Linked DNA regions of Mus musculus: all the other regions are linked to region 2. A link is a contact called in public HiCAR-type and promoter capture Hi-C data. All regions are on one chromosome and are shown on one strand. Each heading gives the region's core, a stretch centred on a gene start, on an enhancer-like site or on the middle of the called end of the contact. The rest is flanking DNA. Distances are from core to core; before and after follow the strand shown.

Region 1 (3,507 bases), core at 155-2,654, 2.4 Mb before region 2:
TGCCTCTGCCTCTGCCTCTGCCTCTGCCTCTGCCTCTGCCTCTGCCTCTGCCTCTGCCTCTGCCTCTGCCTCTGCCTCTGCCTCTGCCTCTGCCTCCAGAGTGCTGAGATTAAAGGCTGACACCTTTGCAGAGTTCAAGGAAGGGCCCAGAAGCAAATCCCCCAAAGATACGGTCAATCTAAATACTCTCCCAAACTCCAATCACACAAGAAGTGCCTTTAGAGTGGGCTACAATTCAAGGGCAAGTAGTCTTTGTTGTATATGGCAAGCCAAATTTCAGTAGACAGTGGTAGAGCCCAAGCAACTATCTGGCCAGGTTAATCTGTCTCTGAAAGCTTTTAAGAAATGTAAGTCAGGATCACTAGTGCTCCACTCGTCCAGGAGCTCAGGATGAATCTCCTTTCCTTAAGTGTGCTTTGTGCCCAGCGATTGGCGATTGGCTCTGACACTGCATTAGCTACTTCAGAAATGCTGAGGTGGGGGTTGAGGGCAGGGAAAGCAAAGGACTCTGGGAGAGGGGGGTTGGTTGCCGCAGCAGGGGTGGGGGTGGGGGGTGGGGGAGTCTGACTCTAGAGAATCCAAGGGACAGGAAGTTGTGAAGAGAGCCTGAGAGCCAGCCTATCTACATAAAAACGAGGACTCAGAAGGAATTGGTGAGAGGCAACTGACCACTTGAAAATACGCTTTCCTCTTGTGGCCAAGCTTAGGGGTCAAATGGTGGCTGTCATCAATGACTCCTTTACAGAGCAACACACATTTAGGAGCTAGACGGTAACATGTTCAGGTTTTGTGGACCAAGAAGCAAAAGACAAGAAAGAATGTGGGCATTTATATAATAAGAAAAAAAAAAAAAACCAAAATTTTCAGCTTTTGTTGAAAAAACTGGAAAACAAAATATTTGAGCTAATTTTGTAAAATATACATCTAAATTAAATGACAGAGAAAGAGAATTCTTGTTGGTGAGAAACCCTTTTCTTAGTCCATCTTCAAACGTAGTCTATATCACCACTTCAAGTGCAAACATGCTTCACTCCCGTGTGCAAATACAAACCGATGTGTGGGTCTGGCCTATGTAGACACGGTGTGCACTTGAAGCCCAGGTATCACCTCTGGGTTCTGAGCTTCCGGGTTGAAAGGCTGCTCCTGGCTGTGAGGCACCACATGGCCCTTTCCTGCAATGGCTCACTGTGCCCACTTTATCTGGTTGGTTGACCTCCCCATTTAAAGGCAAGTCAGGAAGTCCTATGTGGAGCCTGGAGCTCCCCTACGGAGCAACTGTACTTGGGTGCTTCGGGACCACCCAGAGCTTCAAACCCAGATGCCCAGCCTGCGTGGGCAGAAGCAGCCTCCCAGCACCCTCCAGCGACTCTTCAGCTGCTCCTCCTCCCTCTGGCTCCTCCCCCGGCCCTCCCCTCCCCTAGATCCTGCTGCTGCGTTTTCCCGCTTCACCAGCAGCCCAGGCCACCGCAGCAGCAGCAGCAACAGCCGCAGCAACGGTAGCAGTAGTCTGCATCGCAGTCCCTTTCTCCTTCTCCAGCGCGCTCCTCAGTCCCCGGTCACCATGCCTAACATCGTGCTCTTCAGCGGCAGTTCTCACCAGGACCTGTCGCAGCGCGTGGCCGATCGCCTGGGCCTGGAGCTGGGCAAGGTGGTCACCAAGAAGTTTAGCAACCAGGAGACCAGGTGGGAGCCTCGCTGGGGCTGAGGCAGGGGCCAAAGCATGCCCAGGCCAGCTCCGCGGGCGTCATGCTCTCCCTTCCGGGGCGGGACGGCAACAACGCGGCTGCAGAGCCAGGGCGGCTGCGCCAGGGGAGAAAGAAGTTCAGCAAGGGACCCCCAACCCCCACCCCCAACCCGGGTCACCCTGGAGTCTCTACGCGTATCCTCTGGCTGTTAACCTTCTGGTGGCTGGGCCTCCAATACCCGGACATCGGCGACCTGTCGACCCTTGGGCACCCCAGGCCCCTCTTTTGCACCGGCTCGCCTGGTGTCTTCAGTCCGGAAGGACAAAATCGGGGCAGTTACAGAGCGTCTGGGAGAGTGGGCGCAGTCTGTGGGCATCACTTCGGTGCCGGGAATGGTGGGGGCGGGGAGACATCGGTGGATCCGCCCGCCCCAGTTTCCAACTCTCTGCCAGACAGAAACCCAGAATCCTGCATGGTTGAAAAGGCTCTGCACGGGTCCTGGGCACTGGGTTTATCCCAGGGAAACTTTCGAATGCCACTTCCAGCCGCTGGCGATCAGAGTACTGCCAGCTGCTCAGGTGACTCTCCAGAGCAGCAGGCTGGCCAAGCGCTGCCTTATCCAGAAAGGTGGGTTTGTGCGGGAGTTAGGCAGAGCGTGGGAAAGCGAGACGCACGTGTTGAGCGCTCGCACCCTTCCTTTAAACTTTGTTGCATCTATCATTGCGAATAGCTTCTTTGTGTTTGTGGAGCTTAGCTGCGCACAGCAACAAGACCCCAGTTTGTTCAAAATTCCACCGGTTTCTCACATTAGCAAAAGGTGCCACCAGGCAGGCGGAAGCTCTCCTCAGCTTAGACTAGGGATTCCTTGTCCTACTTGCCCAAAGCCAATTTCTTTTCCCGAATTCTATTTAGCACAGTTAACCAACTATACAGTGCACAGTGACAGATAACCGTTCTATATTTAGTAGCGCACGAATTCATTCCGCAAGTTTTACAGAAAAAAAAAAAGTCATTCTCCGTATTTACAAAAGTTAACTTAGAAACGGATTGTAGACACAAACGTCAAAACTAAAACTGAAATTTCCAGAAGGAAGCACAAAATCTTGATGATGGAATGAATCGAGAATTTGGTTGTGAGATTAAGGGCATTTTTTTTCCTTTTGGTTGTTTTATTTTGGTTTGGTTTTCGTTTTCTGGGACAGACTTTTGCTATGTATTTAGGCTGGTATTGAACTCACCCAGGTAGTAGTCCAGGTAGGCTTCGAACTCACAGGAGAACCCTTGTTTCTACCTCCCAAGCATTAGAATTTCGGGTGTGTGTGTCATCAGACCCAGTTAGATTAATATTGATGACAAAGATGATTTTTTTCTAGAGGTTATGTGAATCCCGTGTGACCTTTTCTAGGTGGTAAACTCCATTTACACAGCTTGGGTGATAATAGAAGAAACCTGTGGACAATTCAGGTGAAAGAACTGCCACTTTGTTTACTTATTGACATTACATCCTGATTGAAGTCCCCCCTCCTCCAAGCCACCCCCTAAAATAAATTAATTAATGGGGGAACAAAAGGAAGTAATCCAAACCTTCCAGGAGTCGGCAACAAGAAAACAACAATGAAATGAACTGTGACATTGAATTAAGAACAGTGAAAAATTTATTTTCATAAGTTAAAAACAACAACAACAACAAAAGAATGCCACTCTGGGGTTGGGGAATGTAGTTCAGTTGGTAGAGTTGCTTGCAGGAGTTTGCATGAAGCCCCTGTGCAGCATCAGATCAGGATATGCTGGCACACACTACGTTCTCAGCCCTTGGGTAGAA
Region 2 (3,518 bases), core at 428-2,927:
AAGGTAAGAACAACTCCAGAAAACTATCCTGTGACATTCATCTGTGTACCACGCCCGCGAGAGCACGCACACACACACTCGAGCACCCCCCACACACACACATGGGTATAATGAACAAGTAATTTATGAAACAGATGACTACAGATTTTAACCCAGCAATGAACTGAACTGTGTTTCTTTGGCAACTGCATTTCCAACCTGACCCCATATGAAACAATACTACAACCGGGAAATATATACTGCACTCCTATTTGCAACATAAAAATTAAGAACTTGAATGATTACCATTAAGAAAATAAACAGATGGAATATCACACTACAGTTAAAAGGAATGTAATCCTTACCATGATGGTTGACTTTTAGTAAAGAATATGGGTATCAAAGTAGGGAAGTGGGAGTCTAGGGGAGCTCGGAGTTACTCAAATATTTTTATGAAAGTTTTCAAACAAACTTTAAACAATGTGTTCAAATTTTCCCATAAAAACAAATATTGAAAACGCTTTGGGAAAAGATGTTAACTGCCTTTTTAAGGTCAACCAGCTACAGACTAGGTAAAACGTGGGTTGTCCTTTTTGGCAGAGGGGCAGGGCTGCTGAGGCTGGAACTTGAGGTCTCCAGCATGTGCTGGACCTGTGATCGACATCCCCAGTGCCTGGGAAAACGTTTTCTCTAATTGCCAGTACAAGTAGTCTTCAGTGTTGGTCAGTTTTTAAGAAAGGCAGCATTGTTATGTTCAACTAAGCCACCAAAGCTAATAGTTTGTTGTAGTACTTTATAAATCTAAGCTTTCACCAGTCTCGGCAATGTTTGCATTTCACCCTGGATAAGTATTGCGACCTGTCCTGCAAGCTTGGCAGCATCGTTGGCTTCTCCCCATTAGAAATCAGCTACACTCCCATTCTAGAGCGGTGACACCCACAAATGTCACTTACATGGCAGGAACAAGAGTCTACCCCCACCTCGTTAAGAACAAGTAACTCAAAATAACATCTTTCCTTTTAACTTTCTATAACCACTTAACTCAGAGTTCAAAGACGGTTGCCTTGTGAGCGTCTCCCAGTCCACAACTGTGGTGGTTATACCTGTAACCAGGATCAGAGAGACTGACACAGAAAACTCATGTCTGAGAAGGGAGGCCAACCTAGGCTACAGACCAAGTTGCCAGCACTATAAAGCCAGACACCACAGCCAAAAGAAAAGAACCTTAACAGAAATAATCGCCGAATATAGCGAATACTCACAATGCAAGTTATCTGCGAGCGGTCAGGAGAAAACCAAACCAAACCAAAACCAGTTCTCCAAGGCTGCCAAATTGCCACGTTCCAGTTGCACCAAAGGACTCCAAACCTCCCGCCCGCGCATTGCACGCTGGGACAACCGGCCCAATAGTTGCCTGAACAACTCAGGCGGCAAAGCCTGCAGGAGGTGGTAGCCAGAGGGGACCTGGGAGGGGCGGAGCCTCCGAGGGCTGGAAGCAAATGGCCAGCTGAGCTGTAGGGGCTGAGCTTCAGGGAAAAGCATCAGAGTGCTCCAGGCTACTTGGGGCGGGACACCGGTGCCAGGAGGTCGTCGGAAGGCGGGGTTTCTCCTTTAGAGAAGCAAGTGGGAGCCCAGCAGAGCACTTATTCCCGCCTCTACCCCGGACAACACTATGGGATTGGACAGTGTGGAGGCACTTCCTTCTACGTTCCGGTGTCACGCGACCCCCTCCCCCCCTCCCTCCCTTCTTGATCTACCTTTGGGCTGGGCTGGCTGGTGATGAGACACTTGGCTGCAGGCTGTGGAAGGAGCGACGGGTACAACCACAATAGGTTCCGCGACTGTGACCATGGCCGAGGTGAGCAGCACCTCATCGCTGCCTGGGCCGTGAGCCTGGAAGACAGCTTCCAGGCCCAGGGCCCGTGCGCTCCGGTGCAGGTGAGCTGTGTTGGGAGTGATCTGGGTAAGGACCGAGAGCATCTTAAGGTTTTGTTGTGTCTCCTATCCAGAATAACGCTCAGAATAAAGCCAAGCTAATCTCAGAGACCCGGCGGAGATTCGAAGCTGAGTATGTGACAGGTAAGCATGCTTTCTGTGACTTAAAGTGGGGTGTGCAGTGAGCATATCCAACTTTTACTGGTGTGTTTGTGGGTGTTTTGACGGGAGATGTTAAGAGACCTTTCCAACCTTCACTGGAAAGATGCTGTACATGTTTCAAAGGTTTTGCCATACTGTGTGCGCTGCTTTACTTGGGCAGATGGTGGGCTTCCTTTAAACGGTTAGTGAAAGTTAGAAATCAAAATGCCTAGCATCTCCTTATATCCATGGGCCTCACAGGCTATGAACATATTGGCCAATGACATAGGTGACACTGTTCAGTTCATGGCTCCTTCGCTGGCCTTTCACCAGAAAACGAACCTGGAAACTGCCATTGTACTGTTGCCATATAGTTTGTACATAATTTGGTAATCCAGTTCCTTTTATTTTGCTTAATTCCGCTTCTTAAAACCAAAAGTGCTACGCACAAGTTCTCGCTCCACACTGTACTTAAAAGTTTCTGTAAGTGCAGAACTGGTTTATTGGTTGAATAATCTGGTCACTGTCATAGAATCTTGTCAAGTACTTAATCTGCTGACTTAGTGCTTGTACATTGTTTTTAAACATTTGGAATAAGTTGCCTTGATTGATACTAATGTAGCCCCCTTCCACAAAATAGCTTACTTCCATGTTCCGAGTTCCTGTTTCCATATCTATGAAATGCAAGTAAGGTTAAGAATTAAGTGAAGAAACGTGTATCAGACCATCAAGTGTGGAACTAAATCCAGTAGGTGGTCAATTTAGATTTTGCCTCAGTCATTGGTTACCATGGAAAGAACTAAACTGTTGTATTTTGATTGTAGTGCTTGGCAGAAGAGTCATACACCTTTATACTGTTCTGTGCTATATATCAGTTCATGACCTAGAACAAATAACTAAGTCCATTCCAAGTAGCCTGGCCCGTAAATCTTTTCATGCCTCCTGGCCAATTTTCTTCATGTACCAAACTTTGTACCAGAGAGTTGCAAAAGCACTCTATTAACTTTTAGCACAGAGATCTTATTCATGTCTATTATCATCTCTGGTTACAGTAAAGAAGTACTTCTAAAATAACTTTCTATAGGAGTATACTTCATCGCTATGTGGTTTATAGTAAGTTGAGATATAACTCATAACTAATGAATTGGCCATTCTACAATCATCATTTACTTATGCTCAAGGAAACAAGCAGAAAATAGATGAATTATGCAATCTCCAAGGTCTTAAAAGGTCACCGTGATGCCACTGTCTCATCTTTAAATGAGGGAAGTGATGTGTAGTACGATTAAGCAATTTGCTCAGAATCTCGGGTGTTAGAGTCTTAGCTTGGCTTGCTATTCAAGCCTTTTGGATTTCAACTTTAGTAATCTTTCAGCAACGTTGTGATGTCAAATTAGATCATGTCATTCCCCAGCTTGAAACCCTTCACTGTCTTCCCACTGTATGTATTTAGAATAAAGTCC
Region 3 (3,289 bases), core at 331-2,830, 2.2 Mb before region 2:
ATAACTTCTGTAAGGGCTAATCTTTCCTAAGGCAAACAGGCAACCAGGGTCAAGGCGATAGCATTCCTTTGTCATAGGAAGACACGTACACGGTGACAGCTGAGTGAAGGAAGGGACACTGGAATCCAATGACCCACCGAAATGGTGTCAGTGTAACTGCAGCTGCCAAGCAGAAGTCAGAAATGCACCCTGCAAGATGTGTTCTGTGTTTCAACAATGCAGTGAACTCCCTCCAAGTGGACATGGGGAGAGAGAGGATGTGTTACCAGAGAAGTGACATCTAATGCGCGCTCAAACAGGTCTAGGGCCCCATCCAAAGGGCAGAAAGGCAGTCTCCCAAGTAGAGCATTAACTGGGGAACCACATGGGTCACCTGCTCCTCCCTACCCCCATCTCCTTCCTCCCAAGTAAAAGGGAAGTAGATGAAGAAATGGGGAAGTCCAAGCTGCTCCAGCAGCGGCAGTTTAGGGTCCCTAATAACACTTGACATTACCAGAGAGGCAAAGCCTCTGCCATAAAAATGCTTAGCAAAGGCTTTCTGGAAACATCCCTCCAGGGCACAGAAAAGGAGAAGGAATGTTTTATAGTTCTCTGTGTCTCAGATATAATCCCAGCGATGCCCTTTTAAAAATATCCTACGGAGCTACCTCCAACCACCTGCCACTTGCAGGCACAAGCTTGGTATCTGTAATTACTTTTTAGTAGCAAGTGGGTCCCTGCGACTTACGGACTCAGGTGCCATTTTGAAACCGGCACATCTCTACCTGAATCGTCCACATGTGTTGCAGGGAAAACCTTCCCTTCAAAAGCTAGTTCGCGCTTCAGCTTCAATCCTCAGATAATAGAGCTGATGGACTTGTGGTCTTTGGGAATCCTTGGCTCCCATTAGCAATCACTTTTAATTGATGAAAATAAGAAAAGGAAAATGAACTTCCTTATTGTCAGTCAGTAACAGAAGTTGACTTTGACTTAATTTTGAAGGGGCCGGCTGTGTTCTCTCTGAAGCCCCCTTACACCTAGCAAATGTTAGGCACTTGACTCGATTGCTCACGGAAATTATAGCAAACAATACAAATGCTGCGGCGCTAAAACTTTTCTTTTAAAAATCCACTCAAGGATCCTTTATCGCCCTCTCAAATCAAGGGGGAGACAAGCGAGGGAGACAAAGAGGGCCGGGTGGGGCTGTCCACTGGTCTGAAAGCTGAGTCATTGGAATCAGACCCCAGCAGCTCTTGTATGAGGGACACCTCACCCTATCTTGGGGGCGTTGGCTGCAGACAAAGCCGGTTTCAAAGTAAAGAAAAGCCTGTCCCCTTAGGTGCCACTCAGGCCATTAGTTATCACGCATTGAACCTTAAGAACAGGTTTGGGCGGCTGCTGCAAAAGTTCATGATAATAAAATAGACGTCAAATGGGGGGGAAAGCATTTTGAAGGCGTTTGTTCCTTTTCTAGTTCCGCCATCGATGTGGTTCAAAGGCGCTGGTGAATGGGGATGTGGGGGTTGGGAGGGGGTCTGACAGCCTCCGAACGCCCTTCCGGAGATGCGGCGCGAAGGAGTTAAGCCGGACTACGAGTGACATCACCTCATTTGCATAGAAGCACACATAAAGCGGCGTTCGCCGCGCCCCTCCCGACAATCCGCAGCGGCTTCTGAGCAGATCAGACTCTCCTCGTTCGCGCAGCTCGCTCGGGTGAGCCCCAGGGCCCCTTCCTTCTGTCCTTCCCTGCCTGTCCAGCGCAGGCACTTGCCCCTCATCCTCCTCGTCCTTAAAGCCAAGTCCAAGGCATGGTAGTTTCGGGGAATTGGGGGGGGGGGATGCTAAACTCTTCCAGATGCCGAGTAACGGGAAGGGGAACTTGATTAAGAAAGAGAAAACCCCATAAAATTGGGCATTCTGTTGCGCAGCTTAGAGGGGAATTGTTTTTTTTTTCTCCTCGACCCTCTCTCCGAAATATTTTCCCTTGCCTAGCTAGCTGTAATTAATCAGAATTAGAAAGATCCTTTGTTCAAACGCTCTGTGCTCCCCTTAATCGCCTAATGGCTTCGAGGGCTGTTATCTGTGGCGGGTTTAACCTTCCCGGCCTTTAGCGTGAAAATTCGGAAGCCCTTGCAGACGAATGTATGCAAAGGCCGTCAAAAGGCCCCTGTATGCAGATCAAGATGCTTTTGCGAGAAGTGGGGAGGCAGTTTTGTGTGCCAAGGCAGCATTGTTGGACTAGAGAGAGGAGAGGAAGCGAGTAGGGCGGTGGTCGGCAGCTGGCGGCGTCAGCTCCCCCGCCTTTGTGAGGAGGAGAAAGCTGGACCGCCTGGCATCTTTTGGAGAGCAAGCCCTTCTAGAAAACGGAGATGCGTATTGCGACCTTGGCTCCTTTTTAAGAGATTTTACTAGACTTTCCCCCACTTAAACTGGAAATGGCTTCGATCTATCCAGACTTTAATTTTTTCAAAGCTGCAATGTTAACATTCCGCAATGGTGAATTTTATTATACGGGAATACTCACCTTTGACTATTTCCACCTTCGTTCTTTGAATCTTCCCTTTGGGAATATTAAGGGGGAAGATTTTTTTCCTATAGAAAGAGGAAGATCTTTAGAGAGGACTCGACAAGGAAAGCACACAGAGGGAGAGGCAGTAGGATTTCAGGCTTTGGGCTTTCCGGCGGGGTGGGGGTGTGCTTTTGGAACTGGGAGAGGCGAGGGTGGGTGGCTCTTTCTTAGCTCTGGTCTTGGCTTTTGTACCTGCAGCTCCTTCCAGCAACCATGTCTGACAAACCCGATATGGCTGAGATCGAGAAATTCGATAAGTCGAAGTTGAAGAAAACAGAAACGCAAGAGAAAAATCCTCTGCCTTCAAAAGAAAGTAAGCTGTTCGCCCCCACCCATTTTCAGAACGGGCTGGGCGGGAGCAGAGCAGAGCGGGGAGCAGCGGCCGGGAGGAGGAAGGGAGGGGCAGCAGGGAGGATGGGGGGGGGGGCTGCGGGGGAGGAGTCGACAGTTTGATGATGATGAATATGGCCTGCAAAGGTTAATTAAAAACTGTTTTGCAGTCAACAAGCGCCGGGCTCTAGTGATTTAATAATGGAATATTTCATATTCCATATTGTGCATATACATTTATTGGGTAACTGTACTTCTGTTTAGCATGTCTTGCTTAGCGAGGCTGCTATGTGTCTTTCTAGAATTTTTATAGGGTTTTTAAATGGAAATCATGTCATTTTATAGAATGCTCTAAGTCTCCTTTTTTTTTTCTTTTCTTCACAGCAATTGAACAAGAGAAGCAAGCTGGCG
Region 4 (3,522 bases), core at 232-2,731, 2.1 Mb after region 2:
AAGAGACAAAGACAGGTAGGTCTCTCTAAGTTAAAGGGCTGCCTGGTCTACACAACAAGTTCCAGGCAAGTTGTGGCTACACAGTGAGACCCTGCCTCAAACAAGAAAGAAGAAACAAACAGAGAGAGACAGAGACAGAGAGACAGAGAGAGAGACAGAGACAGAGAATGGATGCAACAATTGTGAGCTATATGTTACAGCTTTGTACTAAGCTTGGAGTGGGGGGTTTCAAATTAAAACACATCTCTGTTCCAACTTGCCACACATGCATTTCCACTCCACTGTGCAGGCCTACACCAAGAGACACCTTTCTAACGATGCTCATTTTAAAAGTAATATAAATCGAACACAAAGAAGTACTTACAGGATAAGCCCGATTTATGTCCGATTTATGACGTGATGAGCAAAACTAAGCCAAGACAGTGATCATCAAAACAGTGCAAGGGGGCGGAGTAGGGAAATGAACTGTCTAGAAGAAAAAGAGCACCAAGGACCTCTGTAGGTTGGTGAAAACGGTCTAAATCTAGTCAAACCCCACAGACCTGATGTGAAATGGCACATTTCAAGAGCATAAAGTACACATCAATTGTTTTGAAGACGTCATCCGCCTCCCCCAGGTGGTAGAGTTTAGCATGCCAGCTAGAAGGGTTGTTGTTTAACCTGTACGCTGGTGCAGAAAGCCTACTCAAAACCGTCCCCGCGGAGCTCGCCCCACTGTCTCGTGGTTTCACTTCCGCCAACGCCATCTCGGGGCTCCACAAAGCAGAGAAAAATAGGGCTTGGGGTGTGAAATCCAGCGCGGAGAGGCACACCCCAGGGACGCGCCGATTTGGAGCCCGGGTCACTAGCTACCTCCAGGAGACAGGCTCTGACTGAGCACCCGGCACTAGTGGGTGTTGTCCTTACCCCACCCCCACCCTGTCCCCAAGGCCCATTGGATCGCCTAGGTTTTCGAACACTATGTGGGAGATGCGAATGGCTGTGGGCTGGGCGTGGGCACCAGCTATAAGGGGACAAAACTGCCCAGGCCCCAAATGTGCTGCGGGCAAGGCCGAAATGGTCCCGGGGGACAAATGGTGTTCTAGGCACCGAGGCCGGAGGGGAAGAGGCCCAGGAGGGGTGTTACCTGTGCAGTGGCGAGGGCGCCCTGGAGGGTGGCTCACGCGGCTCCACCCAGCGGCCAGCCTGGCCTGGCGCTCACCTGTCCTACGGGTGCAGGGACCGCATCTAGGGCTCTCTGGTCACCACTCGATCCTGCCTGCCCCCAGGGACTGAGGAGCCCTCCTCACCCACCTTCCCCTCGCAGTCCGGCAGCCGGCCCAGCTGACTCACGCTGGTTGTGAAATTGCGAGTGCTGCAGCGTTGGGTTCCAGGGACAGTACAAAACAAGCGCCTAAAAAGTGTTTCCTATAGCACAGGCAGCTCCCATCACCCTCTGCTCTAGACGTCCTTGGCCCCAGGCCACAGTATGGGCCGGCCCCTCCCTCCCCCCTTTCCCCCTCCCTACCCCCTTCCTCCTCCCCTCCCTCCTGTGGTTAGCTAGCTTCAGGCCAGCCCCTGAAGGCTCCAGGACTGCTCTGAACCCCCACCCCCACCCCACGACTAGCCTAGCCCCTTGCTTGGATTCTCCCGCCAACTTCACTCACCATAAATGTTTGACCATCTGCTACAGTGCAGCCCAGCGGTCCACCACCGCAAAAGGTGGGAAAGGAGGAAAACAAAGCAGAATTCTTGCCTAGGAGCTCACTGCCCATCTACATGTTCATTGGTAAATGAACTTCATTAGCCCAAAGTTAGGAAGAGAGGAGGAGCAGAGCTAAGTAGGAGAGAAGGCTTCCAAAGCGACTTTGGGGGAGTGTTTAAAAGATAAGTGTGGCAAAGGACACCCAAGGCTGTTTCAGGTGTAGGAAAGGAGGAAAAACAACTGAAAAATAAAAGATCTAACTGGACACAGGTTTGAAGGGAGCAGACGTTTTAGAAAAGCCGCGAATTTATTTTATTTTATTTTATTTTATTTTATTTTATTTGGTTTTTAAGACAGGCTAGGACTGGAGATGTAGCTCATTTGGTAGAGTGCTTGCCTAGCAAATACAAGAAAGATCACACTGTATCTTAATACACTACATCAAACGCATGGTAGTACATAACTGTATTGCAGCGACGGAACATGGAAACAAAAGGAAACAGAAGTTCCAGATCCCCCTTGAATACTTAGTAAATTCCAGGCCAGTCTGGGTTATGTGAGACCTCAGCAACAGTAAGAGGTGCATTGTGTCACTGGCTCTCCTGGAGATCTGTATGCAGACCAGGCTCGTCTCAAACTTAGAATAATCTCCTGCCCTTGCCTCCCAAATGACCATGAGATTTTTGAGTAACAAGGATAAAACAGGACTCAAAACTTAGACAAACGTTACTGAAGACCTCGTGGAGTTTAGAAACACAACTACGAACGAAAAGCCAGTTGTAATCTATATAAATCTAGATCTCTAACAAAACCAGTTTTATGAATTGTGTCAAGTAGGGCAAAGTGGGAGCCTCTTTAGAATGTAAATGTAGTAGAGGGCCAAAGGTCTAATCCTGGAGGTCAGAGACTGAAATCCACCAGAGCCTATTGGACAGCAGGAAAACGGGAAAGAGAGGGATTGAAGAAGGCAAAAGCCCCAGCAAGTTTAGCAGCAGAGGGTATGATATTGGAAGGCAAGATTTCAAAGGAAAGCCAGGCTTGGTGGCTCACATCAGTCATCCCAGCACTTGGGACTCAGAGAAAGGCAAGTTCCAGGATATTATACCTTCTTCTGGTCCCTTCAGGTACCAGGCATGAATGTTATGCATTAACATACATGGAGGCAAAACACCCACACACATAAAATCAAATAAGTATTGCCACTCTGTTCACCATATGGAAACAACCTCAATGCCCTTCATAAGAGAAGGGAGATAAATACAGAAGGAGGGAGGAAACTAAAATAACAGAAACAATGACTTCCAGAAGTCATAAAGCATCATATTATCATCTACCTAAAATTACATAAAGCACATGAGTCTGTATATACATATATAGTTTAAGTGAAATGTTCCCATCTGGGCCAAGAGTCAGAGACCATCCAACAAACCCCAGCCCCAGTTATGAGAAGTCCCCTTTTGAGTTGTTGGTCAGAGTCGTTCAAGGGATTCCCAACACATTGTAAGCTATCGATGTTGCCTTTGATTGCCTATCAGAAGTGAAAGGAAAATCCCTTTTGCTGAAGACACAATAGCCTTCAGAAGGCCCAGAGGTACCTGAACTGGATCTGACCTAAAAGCTTCCTCCCTAAGCATCCACTTTCCTGGTACCTGAAGGTGCCATGCGAGCTTCCAAAGGAAGGAGATCAATCAGCTGTAACACCTATGAACCACACCAAGGCCCAGCATGGCATGATAAGCTAAGGGTACAGCAGTGGCACATATACGTTTGTGGTAACCAACAGCTCTCTAATTGGTCTTAAACCCCATTTAACAAGAGGGACGTCCTGCCTGGTACTG

The links. Promoter capture Hi-C pulls out the DNA fragments that hold promoters and counts their contacts. HiCAR-type assays count read pairs that join an accessible place to other places.
Region 1: a promoter capture Hi-C map of liver shows a contact between it and region 2, with 2.3 times the contacts expected there. The contact joins the promoter of Prps2 here to the promoter of Mospd2 in region 2. A contact is called at or near these places in 6 of 39 promoter capture datasets (the 3T3-L1 cell line, 3T3-L1-derived adipocytes, the C10 cell line and 3 more).
Region 3: a HiCAR-type map of astrocytes shows a contact between it and region 2, with 5 times the contacts expected there. The contact joins the promoter of Tmsb4x here to the promoter of Mospd2 in region 2. A contact is called at or near these places in 3 of 39 promoter capture datasets (cranial neural crest, hippocampal neurons and pre-B cells) and 1 of 115 datasets of contacts at active chromatin or transcription factors (astrocytes).
Region 4: a promoter capture Hi-C map of pre-B cells shows a contact between it and region 2, with 3 times the contacts expected there. The contact joins the promoter of Ctps2 here to the promoter of Mospd2 in region 2. A contact is called at or near these places in 2 of 39 promoter capture datasets (liver and pre-B cells).

Annotation. Positions count from the first base shown.
Region 1 is chrX:167,380,646-167,384,152 of GRCm38.p6, reverse strand. Prps2 (phosphoribosyl pyrophosphate synthetase 2) reads left to right here and starts at 1,404. Exons shown (of 7, transcript NM_026662.5): 1 at 1,404-1,683. The coding sequence starts at 1,562.
Region 2 is chrX:164,978,534-164,982,051 of GRCm38.p6, reverse strand. It overlaps Mospd2 (motile sperm domain containing 2), which reads left to right and starts at 1,677. Exons shown (of 15, transcript NM_029730.4): 1 at 1,677-1,837; 2 at 1,989-2,058. The coding sequence starts at 1,829. Fancb (Fanconi anemia, complementation group B) reads right to left here and starts at 1,460. Exons shown (of 9, transcript NM_001146081.1): 1 at 1,242-1,460.
Region 3 is chrX:167,207,509-167,210,797 of GRCm38.p6, reverse strand. It overlaps Tmsb4x (thymosin, beta 4, X chromosome), which reads left to right and starts at 1,580. Exons shown (of 3, transcript NM_021278.2): 1 at 1,580-1,692; 2 at 2,747-2,861; 3 at 3,263-3,289. The coding sequence starts at 2,762.
Region 4 is chrX:162,899,519-162,903,040 of GRCm38.p6, reverse strand. It overlaps Ctps2 (cytidine 5'-triphosphate synthase 2), which reads right to left and starts at 1,481. Exons shown (of 19, transcript NM_001168568.1): 1 at 1,294-1,481.